Linked DNA regions of Mus musculus: regions 1, 3 and 4 are each linked to region 2. Evidence: chromatin contacts called from public HiChIP or PLAC-seq and promoter capture Hi-C data. All regions are on one chromosome and are shown on one strand. The core of a region is the stretch at or near the end of the contact, and the rest is flanking DNA. Distances in the headings are between cores, read along the strand shown.

Region 1 (7,379 bases), core at 1,967-4,466, 580 kb after region 2:
AAAATTTAAACATTTGGGCCAGCAAAATGGTTCCACAGGTAAAGGAGCCTGCAACCAAGTCTGGCAACCTAAGTTCAATTCCCAGAACCAACACAGTGGAAGGAGAGAACCAACTCCTGCAAGCTGTTCTCTGACTCTCTCTCTCTCTTGTACAACCTCAAGCACTTCGAACAGTTTAACTATCAATTCCTAATGGCCTGAGGGAGGCAGGGTTCTCTCGTATTTTATTGAGACATGCAGAGAGACATTCACTCCCAATGACCACCTAGCTAATAAAGGATTTGTGTGTACACAAATCTGAAACTTGTGCTTGAGAGAGCACATGTGCACACACAAATACACCCACATAATAAATAAAAATAAAAATTGTAAGGAGGAACATTTTAAGGCTCATAAATGCACAGTAACCCACAGTGTCACTACATCAAACTGAAAACATTTGCAGGCCATATGCAATGAGGTTTTGACAACGGCAGCTGACATAATGGCAGAGTCCTTGCTAATATTTTAACTTTGTCACTTGAAAATATTAATATGTCATTAAATAATATCAATACTACATGGCTAGGCATTTTGTTAAGTGTAAAATGCTTTGTTTAGACTCCTCCAATCTCCTTCTCAGCTATTTGTGTCTATCTTTCCTGGGCTGTTTTCTTTCTTACCCATTTCTCAGAGCTGAACATATTTTTATTTCAGCTTTGTGAGTGTGTACCCGAGTGTTGGGCATGCACCACAGGTGTGCAGTGCCCAGAAGAGGAAATCAGATCCCCTCAAATCAGAATTAGAGGCAGTTGTGAGCTGCCTGGTGTGAGCGCTGGAATCTGAACCTGTGTCCTCTGCAAGAACCACAGGGGTTTTTAACCACTGAGCTATTTTTCCACTCTTCCTGAACAATATGTTAGCAAGTTAAGAGACTTCTATAGGCCGTCTCTGAGGAACTGGACTGACAGTACCTTACATTTTAAATAGAACTTCAGAGACCCATTTTTAGATGGACTTTGTGGGAAATCCATACCTGGAAGATTTTCAGCACTTTTATGAGTCCTCCGACTTCATTCTCCAAGGAGAAGATGAGAGTCACTCTCCCTCTTTCGGAGGAATGGTCTTTGTTCTCTTTGTTCTCCTTGTTGTCTTCAATCATGGTGAATCTGAAGTGTGAAAGTTCAGATAAATGAGTGCTAAGCACAGAACTGGCCAGCAGGGGGCAGAAGCGGTGACTCCATCCACCTCCCGCTCCCATTCCTCTATCTGCAAAACCCACGTGTTAGACAGGCTTTTCCAGATGGAAGTGGGACAGAAGGTGAGACACTGCCTAGCATAGCCCCCAGAATGGCAAGAGAACCTCGTGTGTCTCTGCACTTCCCTTTCCTGTCCAGTCTGAACTTCACCCCCGAACTGAGATCTCACTGCCCATCAAATTCGGGTCATGAGTAGCTTCCCCACGTGCTTCACACACATCTTATACCCTAAGACGCTGTAAAGCCCCTTCAGAAAGGGGCCAGGCTTTTGTTTTCTTTGTAACTCAACTACAGCATACAGCTCTAAGGTGAGGCCATACGCTTCCTCTGGATCTTTGATGATGCACATCTTTCTGCTGTACTAAACACTTTCAGACTGGCCTAAAATCGGGTCCTTGTGCTGACAGCCACATTCCCACAACACCAGCAATGCTGCCTGTGGATCTGCCTAACCTTGGGGCATTCCTTCAACAACCCCATGATTTTCTCTGCTATTTCTCTCCCCCTTTAGCCTTCTATTTCCTCTTTGAGCCCCTTTCTAGCCAGGTAAGAAAAGGGTCACCCTTAAATGGAGAGGTTTACCCTCAAAGGCAGGGGTCACCCTCAAAGGCAGGAGATCACCCTCAAAGGCAGAAGATCACCCTGAAAGGTTAAGGAGTCACCCTCAAAAAAGAAGGAGTCACCCTCAAAGGAGGGGCAGGATCCTCACCTGAATAAAGATGTGGCAGTGTGCAGGATCCAGCACAGGAAATAAGACCGGCCAAGAAGAAGGCCATCTGTTTAGCAGCCTTGGCAGGGCATAGTGAAGGGTACGTGCACACCACCAACTCTTTCCTTAGCTTCATCACCAGTAAGAGAAGCTTCGAGGTCTCGTCTGGGAAGCACGGTGAGGTGTTTGAAAGTGGTGGGGGCAGAGTTTGAAGGTAGGATTGAAAGGTACAGTGAATGGTTTGGGAAGAATCCCCGGGGATAGTGGTTTTCTTTTCTAAATGGGATGTGGGAATGAAGTGGAGGTGAACTGTAAGCAGAAAGGCTTAAGCCCAAGGGAGACAAAGGAACCCTCCAGAAGTGCCAGGCAGAGGCTGCCTCCCTCCAAATGATCAGAAAGATCAAGGGCAGCAGCTACAACACATGGACATATGAACTCCAGTGACTGAGTCTGTGACCCTGGAACACTCGGTTAGGATCCCACCCTTGAGCCGGCCAGTGGTGGCATGTGTTTTTAATCCCAGCACTCAGGAGTCAGAGGCAGGTTGATCTCTGTGAGTTCGAGGCAGGCCTGGTCTACAGAGTGACGGCCAGTCTTCCATGGAGAAACCCTACCTTATAAAGGAAAAAGAATCCCACCCTTGCCATCCCACAGGCACAAGCTTCTGGGGCCTTGACCTCCACCTCCATTCCAAGACGGCTAGGGTGGACCATCAACCAAGTTCACTTAAAACCTCTGAAAATCAGATCATTACATTTAATCGGGGTTACTTTTACCTGGACTGTTAACTAGCCCTGAATCTCAAGGACCTATGCCTCTGTCAATTGTGACCTGGGATAGAGCTGCAGAGTGCAGATGTGGTGCTGAGAGAAAGGTCTAGCATCGAAGATTCCCTTCCTTTGATGGCGCTTAAGGGAAGGTTACCGTTATAGAGGAAGAAGAAAAGAGATATTACCCCTTGGATGGAAAAGAAAGAAGATTAATATGTTCTTGCTGGCAAGAAGTCACAGAGACACAGGGTTCCCAATAAAGCCGAAATCCAACGTGGGACAGAGTCTGCTCCTGGCACACAGGAGGTCCTCAAGAATAGGGTCTGCTATCCCCCAAGAAGCTCTAAAGGAACGAAGAGCAGAGCCCTGAGGGGTAGGACTTCACCTGGTTCCTACTAGAAGTTGATCCCGTCCTTGCTGGGAGTCTTCTGATCCGATGTCCCAGGGAGGGGCTATCCCACTCACCCACTCACCTCAGAGCCACTGGAGTTTAAAGAGTCACTTGAGGATGGGAGCTGACGCCTCTTATAGGAGAAGCGCATCGTCAGAACGGCCAATGGGCGCCGGGCGCACGGTTGAGGATATAGCAGTGCGGGAGGAGGGCGAGGAGGGGGCGGGAACAGCGCGGGTGTGGGCGGGAGCAGCTTGCCCTGACCTCTTAGTCGCTGTCTGCTGTCTGCTCTGCAACCCAGGCGCCGGTCTCATTCACAGCTATTCTCGTAGAGTTTTAATTAAGTTAATGTTGACGCATCCTCAGCCACAAAAAGTCTGAGTAAGATTAAACAATCCGTTTAGAACTTCCCTCCAAACCACCATCACACCTGCTATTGACACAATGACCTCCCGCGGGGCTTGGACCCAGTCTCTGGGATTAGAAACCAAAGCAGGACTTCCCCAGTCTCCAGCCTATCCCTGAGTTTCTGGGTTATCCTCCTGAGGCTGCCTCATCTTTCTCCTAGTGCAGAGCCTTATCCTTTAGGCAGAAGAACTACTGGACGTTTTAGAAGAGCTCACTACTCTTGTGATTAAAAAAGAAAAAGAAATGTACGATGCACGCAGATAACGATGCTGTGCCTGCTGAAATATCACTTTCCCTGCTATACGAACTCGGCTCAGAAGCCAAATAGCATTTATCTGTTGACGATCCGTTATTAGACGCTCTACTAAAGGACCAAAGCATGGTCCCTCTGTATCCTGGGGGACTAGTCTTAGGACACTTCTAGATGCCAGAGTCTGGGGGATGCTCCGGGCTGTTATAAAGAATGTATCATAGCATGCATATATCCTGTAGGCTTCATCTTTAGATTATTTGTCATACCCAATGCAATCTAACTGCTATGTACATATATATAAAATAGTGCTGCCTTGACTTAACAAGGAAAAAACTGCACAAGCAACCAATGCTGGCCTAGAACTCAACAATGCTCCTCTCTCTGCCTCTCCCTCTCCAGTGCTGAGATTCCAAGATAAGCCATCTGGTATGGCCGAACATCCGCTTTTCTGAGGTGTACATTTCTGAGTCTTGACAAGTTGATCCACTTGTCAAGTACGTAACCACTAAACACCAAACGATCAAATACAGGATATTCCCACCCTCCAAAGGTATTTGCTTGTCTCAGTCTTCTCCCCGACGGCCCCTGATTCCCAGGGACAGCCGCTGACCTGATTCTCTTTCTGTTATTTCACCTTTCCTGGAATGAGGGACATGGATGCTTCAGAGGCTGTGGGACTTTTGTGCCAGGCACACATCACAGTGCTTTTGAACTTCAGGTTTGCACAGGTTGTCAGTCCCTTGGCTGAATGTGCATGTATTGCAGGGTGCTATGTGAAGGTTCAGTCGGGGTCTTGCTTGCTCTGTAGCCCAGGCTGGCCTTGAACTCACACACAACCTCCCTGCCCACCCTTCCAATTTGAGATTATTGGCACCAACTTGTCCGATCTCAAATTGCAGGATGCCCATGATTTCAAACCCCCTTATAGTTTTTCCTTTTATCTTTAGAATAATTCGATGGATTTAAAAAATTGTGCTTGCATTATAGATCAGCAAACTGGGGCCCATAGCAAACAGCTCTACAGCCTCCTCCTGCATGGGTTAGTGAGAAGAAGACAGCAAAAGCATTCTGATTTGAGGTCCTGTGTTCTTGCTCAATACCATGAAAACAGAGGCCAGAGTGACTTGGGACCAAGCTGAAGTCAAGGCTGCCATTCCCAAGCTGGGTATCTACAAAGACATGAACTGCCCCACTTAAAAAAAAGAGATGAAGCCAATCCGTTTAATGAGCATTTGATGGAAAAGCTGATGTTGGGCCATGTTAGTGGGCTGAGAAAAGCTAGAAATGTCCCTGAGCCTCTCTGACCAGGCCTGTGAGCATATAGCTCCCACCCCCACTTCTCTGCCATGTATCTTTTTTCTATTATGTGTATTTAGCACACACATGATGATGCATATACAAAGGCCAGAGGACAACTTGCAGGAGTCAGTTTCTCGCTTTCTACCCTGTGAGTTCTGGAAAATCAAATCATCAGACTTGGCAGCAGGTACCCTCACCAGCTGAACCGTCTTGCCGGTTGGTTCTCTCTGCCAGGTTTCTTCTTCTTCTTCTTCTTCTTCTTCTTCTTCTTCTTCTTCTTCTTCTTCTTCTTCTTCTTCTTCTTCTTCTTCTTCTTCTTCTTCAATTTTTATTTTATTTTATGTGCATTGGTGTTTTGCCTGCATGTTTGTCTATGTGAGACTGTCACATCTTGGAGTTACAAACATTTTTGAGCTGCCATGTGTGTGCTGGAAGTTGAACCCTGGTCGTTTGGTAGAGCAGTCAGTTCCCCTAACCACTGAGCCATCTCTCTAGCCCCTCTGCCAAGTTTCTTATATGCCCCTTATTTAACCTCTCTAAATAGCAACATTGTGTCTAGAAGTCCATGTATTAAGGACTGTCAGGACATTTTTAAAGGAAGACACATAGGAGAATCCTACTATCTGGAGCCAGCTTTGCACTGACTTGCCTGTTATATGTAGGGCCCTCATTCTTACTCCCCACTCCTTCCTACATCCTTCACCACAAAGTACCTGTAAATACGTCATTACAGAGTTATCTATGTGATTATTTTTTCACTTAAATCTCCCACAGGAGAAACAATGGTTTGGATTTTTTTTTAATGCTAAATCTTCCCTGGCTAGCCCAGTGCCTGGCACAGAGGCATGCAGTTATGTCTCAATAACTATCTGTGAGAGGTTGAACACAGTGGTGCACATCTGTAATCCCAGCAACCTGGGAAACTGAGGCAGAAAAATCATTTGATTCCAGTAGCTCAAGATCTATTTTCACAACATATCAAATATCTCAAAATATTATTAAAATAGTAACATTATTATGTGATAAAAATGTAATATTGACTATATTATATAAAATATTAGTATATATACTAACTATATTATATGACATATTAGTATATAATATTATTATATATCATATGTGCTATATAATATTATTATCATCATCATTAATATTGGCTGGGAAGATGGGCCAGTCAGTTAAGCACTTACCCTGCAAATATGGGGAGCTAGGTTCAGCTCATAGGACTCAAGTAAAAAGTCAACTGTGGTGGCACACGGTTGACATCCCAGCTCTGGGGAGGGAGAGGCAGGAAGATCCCTGGGGCTTGCTAGCCAGCCAGCCCAGCGGAACTGGGAGTTCCAAGTCAAAAAAAAAAAAAAGTCTGTTCCAGAAAAATAAGGTGGTGGGCTGAGGAGATGGCCGAGTGGGCGAGGTGCTTGCCACGAGTGTAAGGGCCTGAGTGTGAATCCTGGGATCCAGGTGAGCCAGGCTGAGCAGCACATGGCTGGAGACCAAAGAATCCCCAAAGCTCATGGCCAGCTACCCTGGCAGCAAACACATAGAGACTCTGCATCAAACGGGGAGTGGGGGTGCATGAGCACCCCAGGTTGTCCCCTTCATATGTTCTGTGATATGTGCATTCCTACACACACACACACACACACACACACACACACACCATACATACCTATACATACTCATAAATACATACATAAAATGAAGGCCAAATAACTGATAGGACTTATGTTTAAGTATATGCAGATGTGTTAGGCAGGACTATGTTTAAGTGCATGCAGATATGCCGGGCATGATGCCTGTAATCTCCACACAGGGAAGGCAGAAACAGAGGACTGTGAGTTCGAGGCCAGGCTGGTCTCCACAGTGAAACCCTGCCTCAAAAACAAATGCTTTCATCTCCCAGCATTTTTGAAGAATGACTTCCACATTTGGAAGTGCCTCTTGCTTTCTGAAAGTACCGCGCCAACTTGTTTTCCCACTCAAAGGGGTCTAGGGCTATGCCCACCGTCACCAGCAGCAGGCATTCCCCCCCACACACACACACTCCTGGCCATGTGACAGCAGAGAGGAGTCACTCACTATTCAGCAGCCCTTTGCAATCACTAGTCAAGCTAAGACCTTAGACAATGTTCACATGTGCAGCCTCTCGTGAGCAGGTTGTTTCTCACATTTTAAAAAAATGTCCAGAAGGGTCTCACTACAACACTTGGGCAGGCCTTTCAAGCCTCCAGATGCCTCAAGTCTCAGCCTCTCGAACCCTGGAGTGAGGGACTGGGACATATGCTTAGGCTCTAGAGGTTATGGACCTTAG
Region 2 (7,184 bases), core at 141-2,640:
CCAAGAAACAGAAGACCAGACGCACGTGAGGAAGAAGGAGGCCCCGTCTCCTGCAGATGACACAGCCAGGGCTGCCGCCTGCCTGGGGACAAAGGCACATGCTCACTCACTTCAGGCAGGCCCTGGGCCCTGTCACCCTTGTGTTGGTGTCCTGCCTGTCTGTCCTCTCCTGTGTAGCCCTGTGGTGCAATGCGACGAATGGACCCTCCTGTCACCCTGCTGAACACAATTTATTTTCTGAGTTGAAGATAATTTATTATTATTATTTTTGTCAGAGAAGTATTTAAGCTGAGCTGGTGGCGTGAGAACATAATCTAATCTTCCACATTCGTTTGCAAGAAGAGTCCAGGAAACATGGCGTTGGTCTGCTGTGCCTTCTGGACTTTCCCCAAACCGCCCCCTGCACTCGAGGCCCGTGCCAGAAGCTGCAGCAACATCTGTCCCTCCCAGAAGGGTCTGTCAACAGCTGGATGAATAAAGTCAGCCACTCGTTTGTGTTGTAACTTGGCATAGTGTGGGGTGCATACAGAGCGGGTGGGCATTCAGCCCCAGCGACAGAGGCTGTGGGGACTGCCCTGTGTGGCACAGCCAACCTGTGGCTGAGCTCAGCTCACTGTGGTCCCTGGATGTACGTCCTGTATCTTAGAGAAGCCAGAAGAACTCTGTTGTGCTGGGCTTTAAAAGTATTTCACTTCTTGGGGAGGGGTGTCTGTCCGTCTGTGTATATCTGTGTCAACTGGCCACTTGACACGCATGTGGGTTTGCTTGCTGCACAGGGGAGGTGAGCCTCATGAGCCTCTGGAACAGATGAGACATAATCTATACGGTGTGTGGATATGGGTATCCATTCTAACTCTCCAAGTGACAGCACAGTGAACACCCCCCTTAAGTACTAATGGGGCGTTTAATTGACACTCTATAAAGGCTGAAAGCCTGTGGGAGACAACTAGATGTCAGTGGGCTCTGTCCCTCTGCAAAGGTAGCCATAGGACTTTGTGTATTCCAGGTGGCCGCCAGGTGGGCGTCGGGCTGTGAGAAGCTGCAGGACCCTGCGCCGGGGGTGGGGAAGCACAGGCTGAGGTCCCCGTGGAACTGCTGGAGTCAGGCTCTGACTCTTGGGCACCACAGATGCCTCTGGTTGCCGTGGAAGAGCTGGCTCTGGGGTCCCCGAGCCACACAGATAACAGGGACTGCAGGTTCTAGCTCTTGGATACCACAGATGCCAGTGGCGCAAGAGCTGAGGACAGAGTGGGGGCCTGTGGGGCCTCTGGCCCGGGGCCAAAGGGAAAAGGGCAGGAGGAAACCAGCTCCGGCTGGTTTCCGCAGGGAGGGGAGTCTTTGCCTTGCTTGGTCTGTGGCTTGGGTTGGTGTAGACAGTGACTGGGAGTGCTGAGAGGCCTTCCTGCGGGAGCTTAGATGCGCGGCTCTTTAGAGGAAGACCTGCTCCATTGCTCCAGCACAGCGGATCCTGACGAGAAGAGACAGTCTGTGGCCACGTGGAGAGAGTTGGGAAGGGAATGCCGAGAGAAGGGAAGCAAGAGGTCAGGAGAGAAGCAATCAGGAAGCAGGTGTAGAAGTAAGAGGAGGGGCAAGCAGCCCCGTTTATAGTGGGCCAGCTCACCTGGCTGTTGCCAGGTAACTGTGGGGGCGGAGTCCAGACAGATCACCAGGAGCTTGGGGTGTTGCCCTATGTGACTGATGGTCACAGAATTATGGATCTGGGGCCTCATGTCAGGAGCCTAGTTAGTGTCTGGGACCATGGCAAACAGGCCTTCTGTCCCTTGCAGAGTTATCTGCTGGGTGTCCGGGGTTTAAACCTAGTTCGACCAGAAAACAGGCTGCCTTTCACGGTCCCACACAAAGTGGGTGTACACCCTGTGCTCCAGTACTTGGCAGGTGGAGGAAGGAGGATAAGAAATTCAGGGTCATCCTCAGCTACATAATGAGCTTAAGGCCAGCTCGGGCTACATGAGAAAATGCCAAGAAAACAAGCCTAAGACATGACTAAGGAAGGATACCTCGAAACGCTTCCAGCTATAGCTCTTCAATCCAAGCTTCACGCTTTCCCCCTGGTCTCTCCTGTTACATGAGTGAGCACCCAAAGCCAGGAAGAACCAGTCCCTACAGGCCAGAGTAGCCTGAGAGAAGCGTTGGTCAAGCTCAGGGGACAAGGCTGCTTGTTACCGTGATGGTTAAGTGCTGTCAGCTTGATGGGATTTAGAATCGCCATGGAAACAAATGTTGGTCCACCTCTGAGGGATTTTCTAGATTAGGTTATCCATGTGGGAAGATGCACCTTAAGTGTGGGTGGTCCCAGACCACGGGCTAGGATTGGAGACTGTGATCTGAGCAGAGTCCACGTCTCTGACTCCTGACTGGGGACGTGGCAGGACCAACTGCTACACGCTCCTGCTATGCTTTCCCTCCATGGGGCTCCATATCCCATGAAGCACTGAGCTTAAGTACATAGCCTTTATAAAGTGTTTTCTATTAGCTTTGTTTGGTTTTTGTTGATAAGATAGAAACATGTGGATGTTTGTGGCCTCTTGGCTGCAGCGGGTACTGGAGGCAGACCAGGCTCAGGATGAGTCTCCTAGAATCCACATTGCCCTGGATAGTCTCCACTTCTGTATTAGTCAGGATCTTGGCTCTGCCGGGATCTTTCTGGGGCTGAGCGGGATGGTGAGCCCAAAAGAAACACAATGAGCGGGGAGACTTGTCGAAGCAGGAACTCAACTTTATGGTGTCAGCCTCTCCCTTATATAAGTTCAGAACATAGGGAGGGGGATTATTGGTGAGGTAAGATGACATAGGAGGCGGGGAAGGGTGATGGAGGATATGGGGTGACTGACAGGGCCAATGGCAAAGCTCTACCTCAGCAAAGGCGGGGCAGAGGCAGGGCCAAAACAGGTCTTGCTGAGTCACTGAAGTGACTGAGACAGGTCTCAAAACTCAAGCCAGGCTTAGGCTCTCCCACAAGGCTGCAGAAACTCGAGCCAGGCTCAGGTGTGTCCTCAAGGCCCAAACCAGGGTCAAAATGGGGCCCAACATTCTGGAGTGACAGAACTTCTGCAATGTTTCTATATATTAAGGGAATTTATTGTAATGACTTTCAGTCTGTAGGCCGACTGACCCAACAGTGGGCAGCTGCGGGTGGGAAGTCCAAGAATCTAGTAGTTGCTCAGCCCCACGAGGCCAGTTGTTTCAGCTGGTCTTCTGTAGAAGCTGGGATCCTGAAGAAGTAGGTTCCAGCAGATGTGCTGGCAGGTAAGTGCAAGCAGATGAAGAAGAGTGAGCCCTTCCTTCTCCCAAGGTCCTTACGTGGGCCTCCAGCTGAAGGTGCGGCTCAGAATAAAGCTGTGTGCCACCACGCCTGGATCTGGAACTTGCTTTGCCCCAGGCTGGCCTTGAATCAGATCTGCTTGCCTCAGTCTCCTGGGATTAAAGGGGTGCACGTACCCTGCCTGGGCCACTATGGCCACTATGTTTCATGGCCACTATGCCTCAAGATCTCCATGTCAAGATCTGGGTCAGAAGCCTGAGTCTTCCAGCCTCACGATCTGGATCATGGATACGCCCTCCACTTCTGGATTGTGGTTCATCCCAGATGCGGCCAAGCTGACAACCAGGAATAGCCGTTACAACACCCAAGAATGTGCATGGCCCCTGTGACCAGTAGAATGACAGAGGGGTGAGAGTAGCTATTTCTTAGGTCAGATCATAAAGACGTTGTACTTATCATATGGACACTGGGGACACAGGATATTTAGTGTGAGCACAGGGCATCCCAGGGAAACTGAGAGCCTGCCAGAGATGTCATCTGGTCTGAGGAATGTTCTCAGTTTGGGCACAGCCCACCGCCATGTCTGTTGCTCTGTGGCTATTTTCGAAAAACCAAGATGAAAACCTCACAGGTTCTAACTAGGAAGGTGGCACCTGGTGAACTGTTTCTCCATTACCTTTCCTGGCTGCTCTGAGCTCTCAAGTTCTCCCTCTGCAGGAGCCACTGTCCAGCCTTCCTGTGGTCATGAAGTCATTCTAAGGATGTTACAACACTCTCAGAATACTACTGGTTATATTATTTATATTAATGTCTGTACGTGTTCATTTTGAACTATATTAAGATGACCAAATGCATGTTAGTTCTAATATCTACTTTTTGCATGTGTATGAACATGTTGCACGCATGTAAGGTGCAGATATATATGTGTGGTGCACTGTGGAAGCAGAGGCTGCTATGTTCTTCAATCATTCTCCCCATCGTTTAAAGAGGCAGGATCACTTGCTGATTCCAGAGCTCATCAAGTCAACTAGTCTGGCTACCTCCAGAGATCCTGTCTCCAAGTCTAGCATTCTGGGATGATAGGCTGGTCTCTACTCATGCCTGGCTTTCATGTGTGTGCTGGGGATCTGAACTCTGGTCCTCAGGCGTTATGCTCCGAGCATCTCCTCAGATCATCCTTTTCTTTACATCCCAGCACTCTTGGGGATGGAACCCAGGGCATTGCCCAATCCATTAAGCTTTATCCATAACGCCTGGCAATTTTATTTTTTTTGTGGAAAAACATAAACTGGAAGATGTTGAGAGAATACAGTTTGCATATTCAAACACATGAGTCTGGCTGGCTTGTGGAGTTTATGATTGTTGCTTCTGTGGTGCCTGCCCTCGGCAGGCAGGATGCAGATGGAATGGGAAGGAAGAGGGAGAGGCTGCTGTATCCTGCCGTCCCCGGTGAGCTCTGATGGGTTCCCACTTACTGTGGTTGTGGCTCCTTCACCACACCTGCACGCAACGCTCTTATGCATAGAGCAAATACTGAGTGATTGCTCATCCAGGCTTTGAAGACCTACAGTGTGCAGTTTGCCTTGATTGTAGACCTTTCGGTGCCTTGCTACTTCACCCATGATGGGGGAACTAGGGGGGAAGTTGGAGAAAAACTAGAAGACGACAACGACGGCTGACTCAGCACAGACCAACAGATTCATGGGATTTATTTCCCTGGTTACTGCTGAGACAACGCAAATGCTGTGCACAAAGTGTTTTCTGTGACACTGATGTTGGCATTTATTCCTGTCTTTTTCTGACTCTGATACAAGTGCTGTGGCCATCCTGCAGGAACACTTACCTAAAGAAGGGCAGGAAGCCTGTGGCTGGGCCTGGATCTTGGTACGCTCGTTCCTCTGTCTTTACCTCATCCTTCACATCTGGTCTTGGTGACTCTGGATGTCCAAGCTGGCAGCCCCTTGACTTGGGGCTAAACCATTTGACATGCTTTTTGCTAAGAAAACTCAGGTTGTATTTTTTTTTAAATTATCTTCTACATGAGATACTTAGTCATGAAAACACAATGTGCCAAAACTTCCAGTGGAAACAGCCTGCAGGTGAGGTCTCCAGCTCTAAGTGACCCCTACAATAAATAACTTAATGATGCACCATAGGGCCTTGGAAAAACAAGCTGAAGCCATAAACCCAAACCAATATTTGGAAAGAAGTCAGATCAGGGCAGAGATTAATCAAATGGGAATGTAAAACCACAATAAGGATTCCAAGGTCCAAAGGGTTTGTCCTTTGTAAATCAGATCTACAAATCCTTTCCCAGACGGTCTTGTCAGAAAGCAAAGCCTCACCTTAAGTCAGAGGTGAGAAAGGAGCCATTTGGAAGCTGGGGGGTCATTAGGATGTTCTGAAAGAAAAAAAAAAGGTATTCTCCTAATTGGAAACTTTTAAAGGGTTTGATGAATTACTTGGTGTATATGATCTACCAGAATGAAGCCCAGATAAGATCATTTAAGGAGATCTTTGAGGAGCAGTGATATTGGTGTAAGAACAGCAGCAGCAGCAGTCTCAGATGAAGTAGTGCTGAGGCCCTGATGGTGACATGGACCAGATCTTCAAGGAGGTGCTAACACAGCTGTTCTGAAGAACACTGCTGATCTCTTAACTCTACAAAACCAGCATTACCGTCACACCACAATTGCATGGAGACAAGAAAGAAAGGAAGAAAGAAAGAAAGAAAGAAAGAAAGAAAGAAAGAAAGAAAGAAAGAAAGAAAGAAAGAAAGAAAGGAAGGAAGAAAGAGAGAAAGAAAGAAAGACTCTTTTTGTTGTCTATTTAACATACAACTGTTTATTTATATATATTGTGTGTGAGCATACCTGTGGAAATGGATGTCAGAGAAAATTACCATGGTTTCAGGAAATGCATGTCTACTTTCTCCACCCTCTTCAGTAACCTTCTGGGAGGCTTAGCTAGGAGAATGTGACAAGAGAAGCAAACAATTATTTATTTATATCTCTGTTTATCCATTGTCTGTCTGTCTCTATCTGTCTGCCGGCCTGTGTGTCTGTGTCTGTCTGTGTGTCTCTTTATGTATAATCGAGACAAATAGAAGGTCTATCTCTGACCAACTAGATGGGTCAGCCTGGGCACCTGAGTTTCATCCCCATCACACTAGTGAATGTGGAAGGAGAGAGCCTACTTTATTTTTTTCCTTTTGTTGTTGTTTTCAGACAGAGTTTCTCTGTGTAATAGCTCTGGCTGTTCTGGAACCCATAAATCCTGTGCCACCCCCACCTCTTTGAGAGCCAACTTTGTATAGTTGCCCTGTGACCTCCACACTCCCAGTGGCTTGCCCTCCCCATCACGCACATACACAGTACAGCTAGGAGTGTGGAGGATTGATGGAGAATTGCCAAGGTCTCCTTCTGGGCAGGAGATACACAGGAGAGACTGTAATAATTCCACCAGCAAACGACTCATGTTGATGCTTTTAGAATGACCTGTGTGTGAGCAAGTATGTTTAAATACCACCACCAAAACAACTTGGGGAGGAAAGGACTTATCTGGCTTATATTTCCACAGCCTTCACTGTTCATCAGCAAGGGAAGTCAGGATCCTAACTCAAACAGGGCAGGAACCTGGTGGCACGAGGTGATGCAGAGGCCATGGAGGGGTGCTGCTTACTGGCTTACCCCTCATGGCTTGCTCAGACTGCATTCTTATAGTACCCAGGGTCATTTGTTCAGAGGTGGCCCCACCCACAGTGGGCTGCGTCCTCCCACATTGTCTGTGTTCTTGGTGTTCTCCATGGGGATCTTGGCCCTGCCATGTGTCACAGCTCTCAGAGGAGAAGCCAGAGCAAGGCAGGATGTCATGCCTCTTCTGCAGACACTGTTGCCCCAGA
Region 3 (7,876 bases), core at 540-3,039, 550 kb after region 2:
AAACACAAAACCACTTGGAACAAGATGAATTGTGTTCCTTCAAAATGCCTATGTCAAAGCCCTAACCTCTGACATACCAGAATATGACTGTATTTGGAGACACACCTTTAAAAAGGTAATTAAAGTTAAATGATGAGACAGACCATAATCCAGTCTGTCTAGTCTCTTCCCAAGACACCAAGGATGCCCATGCACAAAGAAACAGCCACCTGAGGCCCCAGAGAAACCAAAAGTGCCCACACCTTAATCTCGGACTTGCAACTTCCAACACAGAGAAAATAAATGTCTATTGTCTAAGAACCCAGCCTGTGGTGTTTTGTCACGGCAGCGGCAGCGGCAGCGGAGGCCAACTAATACATGCTCCCTGATTACGCAGCAGGAGGAATACCCCAGCAGGCCTCCAAACACACTAGGTTCAGCCCTGGTTCTGTCTCTGTCCATTCAAGGCCACAGCTGAAAGGCTTTTCCTATCAGGTGTTTTTCCTCTGTCCAAAAAGACAGCAGTCTCCAGGCTGGAAAATGACAGCAACACATTCAGTTACTAACGCCCACCCCCACCCCACCCCCCAACCCCCACCTCCCACCCCCCCTGCCAAGCCTCGTTCAAGTGCTACTTCAAGGAGTTGAGCCAGCCAGCCAGGCCAAGCCATGCTCTCCTTTCTGACAGCCTTACACTCAACAAGTGAAAGGTATATAGATAAATTCTAATTTTGGCAAAAAACATAGCTGTTATGGCTTCCTCTATCACAAGAACTGGGAATAGCTATGTATTTCCCAAACATTAACAGATGGCTGTGCACACAAGTACTCATTCATTCGTTTCATTCGCTCGTTCATTCATTCATTCATTCATTCATTCTTTAGTCAACAAATATTTCCCTGGGGTCTACAAGATGCCAGGCACCAAGAGAGACAATGTGAACACCACTGGCTCAGTACTCGCTCTCAAGAACACCTCCGCTGTAGTCAAGGAGACTGCCGTTAACAAATCATGCATTCCATTACAATTTTGGTATTTAATACTAAGAACAGCAACACCCGACATATGCATGCTGTCACGCATGTCCCCCACACTCGTGGGTATAAAGCCTCCTCTCCAATCACACGGAAGGATGACCATAGGTCAGTCAAAGTGCAGTGTCAAACCTGCCCAGCCCAGACTTCCACACCCCCAGAAGAGAAAAGATTTGGTCACAGCCGAGTAACAGCAAATACGCAGGGTCTGTGCCTTGCGCGGCCATACTCCACAGGCCTCACATCCACAGGACGCTCCCCAGGGTGATGGCGCTGGAAAGAAGCCTTCCATCCTCCAAGCAAAAGGCAGGTTCGATGACACAGGTGGCCCCAGGAGCTCTGGGACCGAGATCTCTCTGCCAAGCCTCCACGCTGTCTTTCTAGGCAGTCTGGCGGCCGAGCGCTTTCCCAGAATGGATGCTTTGCTCTGGATGCAGGGTCCTCCCGAAGTGCTTCAGTCCCTCGGGTCCTCATCCCACAGCTAGCAGTAGGCCCCTCAGGCACTGCGGGGAGACCCTCCCTCCGCACCCTCTCCTCCTTGCTGCAACCCAGGATCCTCCAATCCAGGACCCTAGCTCGGGCCGCCGCCTCCCAGCTCCCTGCCACCCACGCAGACGCCGGGAGCTCCCGGGTCTCCTCGCCCCTTCGTCTCTGCCCTAGCCCGGGGGCGGAGCCACGTACCCAGGCGAAGAGCACAGCAGCGGCAGAGACAGTCTCGGAGGCGCAGGACTCCCGCGCCATGCACACGCTCAGCCGGCGCTTCCGGGAGGGCTGACGCGGGGCGGGGCCTCGGAGGCCAGGGGCAGGGCGAGTCCGGGAGCTGGGCGCGGTCAGCGGGATGGAGGCGGGGTAAAATTAGGGATTAGGAGGGGCTAATGGGACTGGAGCAAGACGTAGCTAGGTATGGTCCTGCCCTAGAGCGCCGGGACTCAACCAAAGCACTGTCAGCAGGCACCTCGCGGCCGCCAGGGAACACACCCGGAGGTGCCTTACTACACCCACACTCGTAATTCTGCACCATGTTCAGTAATCTGGAAAACTCGCCACCTGTCCCACGCTGCCCAGAGCAGATGACCTGACAGGGGTGCAACAGCACGGTGGGAAGGGACCTGAACTGAAGATGGCAAGAGTCCAGTCCTGAGTCTTCACGAAGCTACCTTGGCCCGCTTCGCTGTGCGTTTGGGAACCCGAGAGTCTTGGGGAGCCGTGTTAGCCTTCCACAGCGGAAACCCACTACTGGTGACACAACTGGGGCTGGCTATTGTCTGATGTGCCCCTGCGTTCTCCCTACTCTCCGCGGCCCCGCACCATCTGCCCTAATTCTAATCACGAGCATAGATAATTCTCATCCAAGATAGATTTTCATACAATACAGCTTTCTATCAACGTTGTCGTGATGTTGGTGAGAGTTTAGTAATACAGTGTACCAGTGCACACTGGGGGAAATGGAATTTGGAATCTGGAATCTGGAAGGAGGACAAAAAGATCATGTCCCATTTAAGGCGATGATCTGCATTCGTAGCTCTGGCCCCTGTACAGACAGGTCTCAAGGCCTCGCCTTCCTTTTCTTCCTAGACCCTCACATTGGAAAATGTGTCAGGGAAGCTTCTGTCTAGGTCTCACCTGTTCATGCTACTGACATGTTACTGTCTGCTGTGTCTTGTGAGGGAAGCCACCCTTGGTCTTTCCTCCTCCACACTGTGGTTTCTTGAAAAGTTTGGTGGTGGTGCTTAGAAAGATCCAGACAAGCCAGGCAAAGCTGCTCTTACTCCAGAAAGAGAAAATAGAAGCCGTGAGAGATTCCATGTGCTGTTCACCGGTTTGCTGTTGCCATTTTGATCACTTCTTTCCAGCCTGTTCTAATAGGAAGTCACAACAGGGTATAATAGAAAGGTGTCTTACCAGCAGTTCCGGAAGCAAGAAATGCCAGTAACTTGCACATTGCACGGTAAGGTGGACTTGTGCGGGTCTTGTGCATGCTGTCAACAGTCTCTGGTTTTACAGACAAAATCCCAGCACTGAAGAAGAGAAGTGGGCACAAAGGCCCCTCCCTGACGAAGAAGCTATTTGCAATCAATACTTCATGAGAAAGAGAAAACCAGTTGTCTCCAATGGGACGATTGGGCATATCAGTCACCCTCCTGGGTAGGTCCCATGCTCAGGAGTAGCTGACCAACATAAAACAGACTCCATGTTTCATGTGTGGTTTTGGTTGTCCTTGTTATGGTTTGGTGAGTGTGATGGTTTACATATGCTTGGCCCAGGGAGTGGCACTATTTGGAGGTGTGGCCTTGTTAGAGTAGGTGTGTCGCTGTGGACGTGGGCTTTAAGACCCTCCTCCTAGCTGCCTGGAAGTCAGTCTTCCACTAGCAGCCTTCAGATGAAGATGAAGAACTCTCAGCATCTCCTGCACCATGCCTGCCTAGGTGCTGCCCTGCTCCCACCTTGCTGATAATGGACTGAACCTCTGAACCTGTAAGCCAGCCCTGATTAAATGTTATGCTTATAAGAGTTGCCTTGGTCATGGTGCCTCTTCACAGCAGCAAAACCCTAACTAAGACAGTAAGTTTTGTCTTTTTGGGTTTTGTTTCAATTTTTCCTGTTGGAGGTGTTGAAAGAGAACATGAGGAAGGACCTGGGAGGACTTGGGGGAGGGGAAAGAATATAATAAAACTATATTGTATAATTTTAATAATGTTTAAATATAATAAAAGTAAAATAAGGTAGGAGAAACCAAACCAGAGCTTAAAGTGCAGGTATCCAGAAATCTGGATGGATTCCTGCCTAAAAGATGAGAGAGGCTGAAACGGATCCTGATAGGATAGTTATGTGATCACTGCTCTATCAGTGTGACAGTGTGATGTGACTCCCACCCATCTCAAGTCCAAGGAAAGATGAAGCAGAAGGACCAAGACATCATTCAAATTGGAGGATTTCTCATGATGAGAAATATGATAGCCAGCCACCAGACAGGGCTGAGAGCTGGTCAGAGCCAGAGACTATGGGAGTTCTGTCAAAGTCACCATAAGCAAATTGGCAGAGTCTTAGAGAATCTATAGGGATCAAATGACACCCATGGAACAGTTGGCCACCAGATTCCCAGAGACTGATGGAGATGAAGTCCATAGCCCAGGCAGAGGAAGACACCATTATCAAGAGATGCTGAGGCCTTGTAAACCACCCAAAAGAGCGTGAACTGATACTAACTCTGACAAGAGCAGGAAGGGCTGGCGCCAACTCACGACACGCAGTCTAACAAGAAACTTTCCTGTTTCCTCCGGCTCCCTGCTACCTGCCACCTCAGGTCCTCACAGACACCAAGTACCACAATTCCACTCATCTCCCAGTTAGTGGGAGAGGGGTGTGAGGAAATAAAGAAACTACTGAGCACTCGTCTTGGTCCTAGAGGAGAAAGATGGCCCTGCTCTTAAAGTTTGAGGTGTTCATTACTTAGTACAGAACTTCCTTTTGTGGTACTTCCCATAGAATCCAAGGCATTATCCAGGAGAGAATTCTAGCACTAAACTACATCCCTAGCCCAGGTGGGACCTTTAAAATGCTGACATGAGACAGGGGTAGGTTTCCTGAGGTTTCACTGAAGGTGCAAAGACGAGCCACTTACAGAACCAGTTTTATTTATTAGAATTTGGGAGGTGGGGTGGTTTGAACACTTGGTCCCCACTTGATGGCACCGTTGGGGGAGGCCACAGAGTCGAGAGAACCAAGGTGCAGCCTCCAAAGCCAGGCTCTGCTTTCGACAGAAAGATTACCAAGCCGCGGATCAATTCTCTCAACTAGAAAAGGTGTCAAAAAATTGTTTTTAATTCTAACTTTTTACTGTTTCTTTGTGAATTTCACATTATGCTCCCCAATCCCACTCAATCTCCCCACCCCTCTGTATCTTCCCTCTGCCCTTGCAACCTCCCCCCAAAAGGAAATAAAATACAAAAATACAAAAATAAACAAAACAAAGCATAGAACACATTCTCGTCATGAAAGCTGTAGTGTGTCCCACTGTACACCCTTTGACCATGCATCTTTACTTGCAAATGTTCATTGCGGTGAGTCATTGGTCTGGTCTGAGGCCTCTGGCTTCTGCTACACGATCAATGCTGGATCCTCAATAGGATTCCCCTCAGATATTCTGTGGTTGCCCTGTGTCGTAGAGATCCTGCACCTTTGAATCTGTAAAGCCAGCCTTTTCACATCTCTGAAAGCCAGCAGTTCATAGATGGAATAGATGATGGTGTGAGCCAACTCCAAGACCCAGATCTGGGCCTGGGTGATAGCTGAGTTGGTCACCCTGCCAGCTCTCCCACACCCACACCACCAGATGGCTCTCCAGCACTGCCCCAGCTAGCTCACACAGTGCTGCAATGGGCAACCTCTCCAGCTCTCAGACTCTCTGGGCCAGCTCACCCACACCCATGCCACCAAGATCCAGCTCTACTGTGCTACCTAGTGGAGGTGCAGGGCCCACTCTCCCTAGTGCTGCAACTCATGGGGGGCAGGGCCAGCTCTTCTGCTCTCATGACCCCAAGGCCAGCTCTCCCAACTGATATGGGTGGCAAGAGGCAAGGACGTGAAAGGCATTATCCTCATGCCCATAGCCTAGGAGTGTCCGGGCCATGTTTTTCATGTTCATGCCCCTGGGGCCAGTTCACCCACACCCCTGCCACCAGGGCCAGCTCTACTGCGCTGCCTACATGAAGTGCAAGGCCCATTCTCCCAAGTGCTGCAGCCAGTGAGGGTCAGGGCCAGCTCTCAGAAAAGACTTTTTAGGTATATTTTAAGTCATTGGAGAGCTTTCAAAGCAACAGGAACTCAAGGGGCTGTGACAAGAAGACAAGGGATTATGCCAAGTACTCTTTCTTTCTTGAAGCACTTGCTCATTAGCTGGCAATGACTAAGAGGCTAAGAATGTGTGTTGAGAGCAGCAGTTGAGACACTGAGCATTGATTTTACAGTACTGGGGTGATTGAATTAGGGACAGATGCAGAAATCATGTCCCCTGATGCACACTTAGGTGGGATCCCTAAAGGGCTACACATTGAGAGCAGAGGTGAACCAGAAGTAGACCAGCCTCACCAAGCTGGAGCTGGGCTTCTCATTGGCTCCATCCCCCCATTGGACCAAGAAGATCTTCCCATGCCATAATAAATACTCTGCCTGATGGACACAACAGTCATTCTCTCTGGAGGGAGAGAGAATCATTCAGAAACTCTGGGGGTATCCTAGTTAAAACAACCATCATTAATGTTTCTTTTACATGTGGATATTAAGAAATGGGAGTTTAGAAGAGGTTACCAGACCCCTTGGAGCTGGACTTAGAGGCAGATGTAGGCTGCCAAATGTGGGTGCTGAGAATCATCAACTCAGGTCCTCTGCAGGAGAAGTGAGTACACTCCACTAATGGACCGTCTCCTCAGCCCCATGAATCTGCTGCTTACAGAGCCTTCTCATGACATGAATCTCTCCAGTAACTCAGCGCAGGGGATGTAGTTCATGGCCAGGTGGGGAACACAAGAGGGAAACCTTCCCAAGAAGTAGTGATAGTGGCCAGGTATGCTCGGCTTTATAGAGTTTTATAGACACACACTTTAAAGCAGTAGAGTGATGTATATTTTTTATTGTATATTTTGTGATTTCTTTTTGTAAAAATATTTTAAAGTGGTATACAAAGTAATGGGTTCCATTGAGGCATGTTCATACTTTGTCTAACCCCCAAGGCTGATTCTTTGTACCAACCATCATCACTGCTAGGGTCTCTGAACTTATAACATTGTGAACATAAAATTGAAACTGTTTTTAATGTGTGTTTGATTAAAAGAATTGGGGGAGGGGGTGGCAAAAACTGGCTCAGCAAATAAAGGGGCTTGTGGCCAAGCCTGACAACTGGAGTTTGATTCCTGGGGCCCACACACATAAAATAAAAGTTTTAAATGTGCTTTAAAAAAAATACTTCTTGAGATCATGAACTTTAAGTTTATTACCCAGTGGAACAAATTCTTAAATTATAAGTGTATGTGGCACTGTAACATGAAGAGTGAAATGGACCACTGTTATCTTTTTATCCACTTCCTGGAAATGAACATACGGTCTCAGTTATTTAGTGCTTTTGAGAAGTCCTGGCTTTCTTCTTTCTGTGGTTTAGAAGCCAACTTAAAAATGAGCAATAATTCTGTGCATTTTGCTGCATCTTGCTACTTATGTAATTCCAAATGCCAAAGCATGAGATTAAGGAACGCAGGCACTCTGACGATTAGCATTTGTGTTTTCTTCAAAAAGTCAAGCACGCTGCTGCTGTCGAGGAATGGCTCTCCAGGAAAGAATTGCAAGCCTTGCTTTTTGTTTGAATCTGGCCTGGTGTTTGAATAACTATTAAAAGATTCTTAGGTGTTTTGAAGACTCCAAGGCTCTTGGAACCCTGACTTGCCAAATATCACAGAAGCAGAGCAGAGACAAAGTCAAGCCCTTCGCTTATTTTTTCTATCCTGAAGTTACAAACGGTAAGGTTGTGGCTTTACAGTTTAAAGTGCTTTAGTCAGAGCACAACCAATTAAAAAGCCAATAAGTGATTCTTCAGCACCACCAGAGTCTAGTGGAAATAACCAGAAACAGCAGACGGCACTCTCTGTTTGCTGTCGGTAGGATTTCTTTATAGTGCTTTCCCTGGTAATCAAGCAGGCTGTAAACTAGCTGGTTTGTACTTCAGGTGATTTCAGAGCTAACGTATCTACTTGCGGACGGATGCGTGCTCACCAGCTGTTAAAGTGGGTATGTTTCTAAAGATCTGAGACGGCTGGATTACACTTCCTTGTAGAGCATGGGGTGAAGCGCAGCTTTCAATAGTTTCCTCTGA
Region 4 (6,790 bases), core at 2,081-4,580, 690 kb after region 2:
AATAAAACAGACATTTGGCAGGAGGCAGTGCTTTCAAAAGTGCTTTCTTTAGAGGAAAATACAAGGACTGTCTCTGAGTTACATACTGGTGGGGTTTTTTGTTTTTGTTTTATTCATATTATATTTTTTTAAAATCCTACTGGTACATTTATAAACTAATTAGCATGTCTTTTGAAAGAAAACACAAACATACACACATTTTTCTTTAAGATAGGCTAACCCGGGGTTCACTGTGGGTCTGTAAAAGAGCTGCAGACAGGCTAGCTTAATTCTTTGAAGTTATGTGCACAACACGAGTGTGCATTTTCCTGAATGGAATCGTGGGATCCTTATAGGGTCTATAAGCTCCCAAATGTTTAGAACCGCTAGGATTTACAAGGATATGTGAGCTCATTGCTCCCGCTACGCGGTTAAGCTTTCCTACTGTTGTTCCCACAGTGAATGAACATGTCAGGCTTCTTGCTTACCTGGGGTGCCCTTCATCATCCACTGTACTTGTGCTTGGTGGAGCATCATGGGACACTGCCAAAAGCAGCCATTCAAGTCTTAAAGACTCTGGTTGTAGAAGGAACTCAAGGAAGGATGGCCTGAGAGCAAGTTGGAGAGAAAACAAAGTGTGGGGATGTAAAGAAAATGATAGCTCCGCTATTGAGAGTACCAGTCTGCTAAAGGAGTAACCACACTGTAAGACAATGAGGAAAAGCTAAAGGGGGGTAGGCGCCAGGAGGTCAGTGTGGCAAACAGAAAGGAAAAATTCCCAGTCTAATAATGAAATGGGAGTTTACTGCCATGGAGCAGAGAAATGATGGCCCTGCCTGGGAGAAGAGAAGCAGGAAGCGATCACTGAGGAGAGCTGGGCCACTACACTGAAAAGCACTCACTGGCCGGGGACAGGGACGGGGGTGGGGTGGGGGAGAGTCTGACACATGCTTATCTGCCTTAGCTGAAGCCCTGCTATGCCAAGAATGTATTTTCTTTTTGGAAATTATTCTATTTTATATATGTGTCACCTACCTATGTGCATTACATGTATGTACTACCCTCAGGTCCCTCAAGAGGGCCTCAGACCTCCTATAACTGGAGCTACAGACTGCTATAAGCTGTTATGTGACTGTTGGGAGTAGAGCCTGGGTCCTCTGCTAGAGCAGCAAGTGCTCTTAAGTGCTGAGCCACCTCGACAGCACAAGGGACTTAATTTTCCACAGAGAATCTGAGACCTTCTCGGAGAGGGGCGGTGAAGTGTGGTATGCGTGCATCTGTGGTATGTACGGTGGGAGAAAGGGGATTAAAACTCCCCAAATCGTCATCTTCTAGAGTAGCTGACAGTGAAAACGTGACAAGTGGTGACAGAGACCACACACGCCCTCTCACCACTGGTCTTCCGGCCTGGACTTCACCAGACTGTCTAGATAGGCCAAGAACTGAGCAGGATGATGACGGCAAAGCTGTGCGATGTCGGAGGGCGAAATGGACGGATAAAACTTGATGCAAGCTCGAAGGGCTGACTCCCCAAATCTATCATACAACCTGCACTTGAAAACAGAGCACATCAGTCTCCAACTTCAATGCCATAATATGGCTTGGTTATACTTAGGACTCATTAGAAATAAAACCAAATATTCTAATAAGAAGATGCGCAATATGCAAATGAGTCAAACACTAGATACGAAGCCATAAAAACACTGCAGATGTTTTAGTTCCCATAAACAACATACAGGACAACCTACCGGGTGGCAAATGCAATCAACAAGGGACTATCAGAAGGGACGGAGCCATCCAGTAACTGTAACCCCGTGGGCAGGTCTCCTTCTTCCAGCTCCGTGTAGGCAGGATTAGATCTTGCCATTTCTGAAAGGTAAAGCATAGCCTTTCCCGTCACCTCGCTGCAAATACCCATGGACACATTCTTTCAACAGCCTTTATCACGGCCTGCTGTCACCCCCCAGCACAAGACCCCAAGACTGGCTAAGCACTGGAGGAAACAAAAACAAAACCTACCAGGATATAAGCTCATGTTTTAAAGATTGTAAGTTAAACTGGGAGATAAAACTCCGTGGAATTTTTATTTTTGTGTATGTGTGTGCTGGTGTACCCAGAGGCCAGGAGACAGCACGGGATCCCCTGGAGCTGGAGTGGTAGCCATCTGATGTGGGTGCTGTGAGCCAGGCTCAGGTCCTCTGCAAGAGCAGCAAGTGCCAGCTCCTAACCTCTAAGTCTCCTTGTCAGACTCACATAAAGCAAATTGTCAGAGGACAAAAGCACAAATAGTGGAAATGGAAGTGACTATTATGCTTTGAAAAAGTAAGTTTATAGGACTCTGTGTGTACTGTGTTTGTATATACCATGTATGTGTGTACTGTGTGTGTGTGTTCCATGTATGTGTGTACTGTGTGTGTACCATGTATGTGTGCACTGTGTGTGTGTTCCATGTATGTGTGCACTGTGTGTGTGTGTACCATGTATGTGTGTGCTTATGAGTCACATATCTCTATTACTGAAGGCAATCTGTTCAGGTTTTACAGAACCTGTATCCCATATCATCTTTTAGATTTAAATTCAGTAAAATTGGATTTAGCTCAGTGGTAGAGCGCTTGCCTAGCAAGCGCAAGGCCCTGGGTTCGGTCCTCAGCTCTGGGAAAAAAAAAAAAAAAAAAAAAAAAAAAGACAAAATAAATTCAGTAAAATTGATTTAAAAATAGTTGACCTTTAAAACATAAAACCAAAACAAACACCAGCCATGGAGCAAATCTTCATCCTAAGGAGGAAGAACTGCCTTTTGGGAGCATTCAGGAACCATTCACAGCCAACCTCAGTGAATAAAGGGAGTGGCAAGCTAGTTAGAAAAACAAAAACTTGCCGGGCAGCGGTGGCGCATGCCTTTAATCCCAGCATTTGGGAGGCAGAGGCAGGCGGATTTCTGAGTTCGAGGCCAGCCTGGTCTACAGAGTGAGTTCCAGGAAAGCCAGGGCTGCACAGAGAAACCCTGTTTCGAAAAATCCAAAAAACAAAACAAAACAAACAAACAAACAAAAAACAACTTTTCTGGTTTCAAAAAAGGCCAGAAATGGTGGAGCACGCCTTTAATCCCAGCACTTGGGAGACAGAGGCAGGTGGATCTCATGAATTTGAGGCCACAGCCAGGGCTCTGTACAAAGACTCTATCTCAAAACAAACAAACAAACTAAACAAACAATGAAAGCAAAAATGGTATGACTCGGGACCTAAGTAAAATGTGGTTGTTGGTTTTTTATGGTAGTTTTCAATGGTCCTGAAGAGACAGGCCAAAGAACAGTGTCAGAACAGTCAGCTGCCTCTGATGTGGGGGGGAAGAGCTCCCACTGCTGGCAGGAATGCAAACTGCTACAGTTGCTGTGACACTGGAGTTTAGATCTGCCATATGAGCCAGGTATCCATCCCAGGAATCCCAAGTCAACACACCAAAGGTACCCCGCTCAGCCAAGTTAGCTGCAATGTTCACAATAGCTAAGAAACCGAACATGCCTGTCCGTCCATCAGAGGGTGAATGGTTAAAAACAATGTGGTACATAAAGAATATGGAATTTATGTGGTCATAAAGGAAAATGAAATCATGACTTGTGTGGGAAAATGGATGGAACTGGGAATCATGTTAAGCAAAATAAGTCAGACTCAGAAAGACTCAGAAATGCCGCATGTTTTCTATTGCGCAGCTGTAGAGAAAGTAATAGAACAGAAGAGGAGAACTGGAGGGAAAAAGGCATCCGCTGAAAAGAGGAAAAAGAAGGCCAGGGGCGAATGAGGAAAAGTATGTAACACATACGAAGATGCCATGATGAAACCCCTTACTTTCTATGTTAATGTAAAAAGTAACTTCATTTATGATTAGTGTGTATTTTCATGTATCAGAGGCATACACACATACATACAAATACGTATTTTTTTAAAAGAGTTGAGTAGAAAACAGAAGAGAGTCTGGCCAGACAGAGAGTTCTAGCCAAATCTTTTGTCAAGTGCCCACATTATAAAATACCTCTACATTTGGCAATGCCACCTGATAGTTACCTTTTAGTCCTTCGACAAAAGTGTCCCAAACGCAAGGGCTGTCGTAAGTGAGCTTGATACTCTCCTTTGCTCTTTTCAAGTCCAGAAGAAAAAAGTACTTCTTTAGGAAACGACAAGCCAGGATTTCTGGAGAGAGCTGCTGTGAAGCCCGGTCCACATGCCCACCTACGCTTTCCATTGCTGAAGTCAACACATTCAGTTCCAAGCACAACGTTGTCAATTCCGCCAGGTCCCTCTGAAGGCTGTTTGTGATGGCGTATGGAGAGCATACTCGAAAACGGTCAGCCGAGGGCTCACTGAGGTTGCTTACAGGGTCACAGGTTATCTGACCTCCAGCTTCTTCAGTGACTAAAGAGACCCTTCTTCCTTCTCCACTCTCTTCATCTAATACTCTCTTTTCTGTCTCACCGAGGAGGTGTGCACCCAAGTTTGATTTCACGGTTGGACTGCTGGTATTGGAAATGCCGGGGAAGTCTTTCATGGCAAATGTTTTCTCTAACTGTGAAAGCCACTCAAGTAAAACCATTCTTAGCACCTTGGGCTCAAACAGAACCAGAGGGTCCAATAACTTGGTCCTATATAAAAGAGATGAATGTAAAGTTGTTTCATTTGTTTTTTTTTTTTTTAAACAATTTAAACAAACTTAACTGATTAAAGCATACTCATATAGAATAAATGTTGCTTTTGAGCATTTTAAATGACAATTTTCCTGCAAGCCTACAAGGCAGACAACACTGACCCTGGAGCACGTTACTAATTTTGGAACATCCATTGCAAATGAGGCTACCTCTGACCTAGACAGTCAAGACCAGTGCAGATGCAGTGCAAAGGCCACCCCCACGCACTGTAGACCTTCCACACTCACATTGCTTCTGCTGTCGCTGCTGTGAGTTCTTGAAGCCTGTCTTCTTTAGGAGGTTGATGAATTTCTTTCTCCCTAGAAAAGCATGAAAAAGAAAGAATCCTACTCACAGGCAATAGGGGCAACCAAAGCTTTCTTATTTTGTCTTTTTTTTTGTTTGTTCAAAGCTTTCTTAAGACCAAGACTTCTAGTACTTACTAAATGGCAAGTATGTTTCATGTTGCATTGCCTTAAAGAGTCTCCCTGTCACTCCCCATCAACCCGTATCTTCATTAAATATTCTGTTCTAATTCATCAAGCAATAGCACATCCTAGAGCTGACAGGCCAGACAGCATTAAAGATGTGAAGCTACAGCTAGTCAGAAGGCTAGGACACAACCTGATCTTAGTCACCTCCTCTTAATCTAGCACTCCTTTGTCATTCCAGAAATGTGTCAAGATGACAGAGAAGGCGGAAGGTGAATGAGGTCTGAGACTGAAGTTCTGTCTCAACAGTAATTAATTCTTTGTAAACTGTGGAATTTGCAGATTCTGCGCTACGCAACAGTCTTCGATGAGCAGCGTCACACATACAGGGTCTCCCACAGTACTGTCTATGGCTTCTGCACACTGCCAGTTGCCCTAGCATTCTAGACTCAGACACAAGCTTACTCAGTGTCCTCCTCCAGAGGGCAGGTGACTGCACTCACTTCCTCTTCATGTGCTCGGTCAGCATCCTTGGATTCAAAAGGCTCTTTCAGCTCGGGGCTTCCGTGAAGGGTGCCAATCTTCTCAGTAGTTTTACGCACAAAGCTAGAAACACTGGAAGTCAAATACCAAAAATCTAACATGAAATTATATCAACACTGTCAGAGTTGATATATAACACTAGTTATATATCATAGTTGCTCTAACACTTGTTTCTGATGTTTCTGTTTGCATTAGTACTATTAAGCCAGCTTGAACTTAATAAAAAGACAGACTCTGCTCATAACAATTTCTCTAATCAACCACATTTCACATGAGTCTCATATAAACTTACGATAAAGTGATTCACTGTGTTTATAGAACTGCCCTGAAGCTGAGTGGTAGTGGCACATGCCTTTAATTCCAGCCTTTAGTCAGGAGGCAGATCTCTGTGAGTTTGGGACAATGCTGACCTTGGTCTACAGAGCAAGGTTCAGGACAGCCAAAGGTACACATAGAAATCCTGTCTCAAAAACAAAAACACAACAACAACAACAACAAGCCCCTGTCCTGAGATTAGTGAGTCACTGCTGAGGGGCAGGTCTCTAATCCAGTTGTTCCTGCAATGTCATGCCTCCTTCAACTCAAGCAAGGTAAACATGTGACCATATGCCACTTTCTAGTCAGAGAAGAACAAGGATCACCTCATGGGACTTAGCTCCCAACTTTTCACAACAGATACAGAAGGACAGACAAGAAGAATGTGCACTCAGCAGGACTCGAGCAAGTAGCCGAGCAGAAGACACATCTTCTCATTCATTCTCAGGGCCAAGACTGGAAACATTTTCAAAAATTTCCAATTTCTCCCAGATGATGGTATGTACTTTTAACCCCAGCATTCGAGAAGCAGAGGCAGGTGGATCTCTGCTTGAGGCCGGCCCATTCTACATACGGAGTTGCATGTCGGCTAGAGCTATGTAATGAGGATATGCCTCAAGAAGGGAAAAAAAAAATCCTCCAATTCTGACCCATTGAGTGAGAAAGGATCAAGGACTTAAAGGGCCAGCAAGACACCTCAGCAAGTAAAGGTACTTAATATTCTTTTAGAGAACCTGGGTTCACTTCTAGCACTCACGTGAAGGCTCACAAGCACCTCTAACTCCAGTTCCAGAGGACCCAGCATGGCTTTGCTCCCACAGGCACCCACATACACATAGTACA

What was found. Promoter capture Hi-C pulls out the DNA fragments that hold promoters and counts their contacts. HiChIP or PLAC-seq counts read pairs in DNA pulled down with a chosen protein or histone mark.
Region 1: a contact with region 2 is called in a promoter capture Hi-C map of embryonic stem cells, with 2.8 times the contacts expected there. The contact joins the promoter of Tph1 here to the enhancer-like site in region 2. A contact is called at or near these places in 6 of 39 promoter capture datasets (the 3T3-L1 cell line, the C10 cell line, embryonic stem cells and 3 more), 1 of 15 datasets of contacts at CTCF or cohesin (the NIH/3T3 cell line), 1 of 115 datasets of contacts at active chromatin or transcription factors (embryonic stem cells) and 3 of 9 other capture datasets (adipose tissue, embryonic stem cells and macrophages).
Region 3: a promoter capture Hi-C map of embryonic stem cells shows a contact between it and region 2, with 5 times the contacts expected there. The contact joins the promoter of Sergef here to the enhancer-like site in region 2. A contact is called at or near these places in 13 of 39 promoter capture datasets (the 3T3-L1 cell line, 3T3-L1-derived adipocytes, the C10 cell line and 8 more), 1 of 15 datasets of contacts at CTCF or cohesin (the NIH/3T3 cell line), 3 of 115 datasets of contacts at active chromatin or transcription factors (bone marrow-derived macrophages, embryonic basal ganglia and embryonic midbrain) and 3 of 9 other capture datasets (adipose tissue, embryonic stem cells and macrophages).
Region 4: a contact with region 2 is called in an H3K27ac HiChIP or PLAC-seq map of embryonic stem cells, with 2.7 times the contacts expected there. The contact joins two enhancer-like sites. A contact is called at or near these places in 6 of 484 Hi-C or Micro-C datasets (B cells, cortical neurons, palatal mesenchyme and 2 more), 1 of 115 datasets of contacts at active chromatin or transcription factors (embryonic stem cells) and 2 of 9 other capture datasets (embryonic stem cells and liver).

The regions. Positions count from the first base shown.
Region 1 is chr7:46,664,161-46,671,539 of GRCm38.p6, forward strand. Tph1 (tryptophan hydroxylase 1) reads right to left here and starts at 3,217. Exons shown (of 11, transcript NM_001136084.2): 1 at 3,103-3,217; 2 at 1,016-1,148. The coding sequence starts at 1,141.
Region 2 is chr7:46,083,706-46,090,889 of GRCm38.p6, forward strand. Nomo1 (nodal modulator 1) reads left to right here. Exons shown (of 31, transcript NM_153057.4): 31 at 1-507. The coding sequence ends at 29. Among named protein-coding and RNA genes, the nearest start is that of Kcnj11, 13 kb to the right of the region's middle. Within about 2 kb of position 1,391, at least 39 of the 459 cell types and tissues checked have an H3K27ac peak or open chromatin away from gene starts, as enhancers often do. A contact at or near this core is called in embryonic stem cells, stem cell-derived epiblast-like cells and trophoblast stem cells, where this site is marked.
Region 3 is chr7:46,638,018-46,645,893 of GRCm38.p6, forward strand. It overlaps Sergef (secretion regulating guanine nucleotide exchange factor), which reads right to left and starts at 1,790. Exons shown (of 11, transcript NM_013789.2): 1 at 1,696-1,790. The coding sequence starts at 1,755. It overlaps Tph1 (tryptophan hydroxylase 1), which reads right to left. Exons shown (of 11, transcript NM_001136084.2): 11 at 6,624-7,876.
Region 4 is chr7:46,767,566-46,774,355 of GRCm38.p6, forward strand. Hps5 (HPS5, biogenesis of lysosomal organelles complex 2 subunit 2) reads right to left here. Exons shown (of 23, transcript NM_001005247.2): 14 at 5,555-5,704; 15 at 4,907-4,978; 16 at 4,042-4,616; 17 at 1,728-1,848; 18 at 1,372-1,527; 19 at 468-587. Among named protein-coding and RNA genes, the nearest start is that of Saa2, 19 kb to the left of the region's middle. Within about 2 kb of position 3,331, at least 6 of the 459 cell types and tissues checked have an H3K27ac peak or open chromatin away from gene starts, as enhancers often do. A contact at or near this core is called in embryonic stem cells, where this site is marked.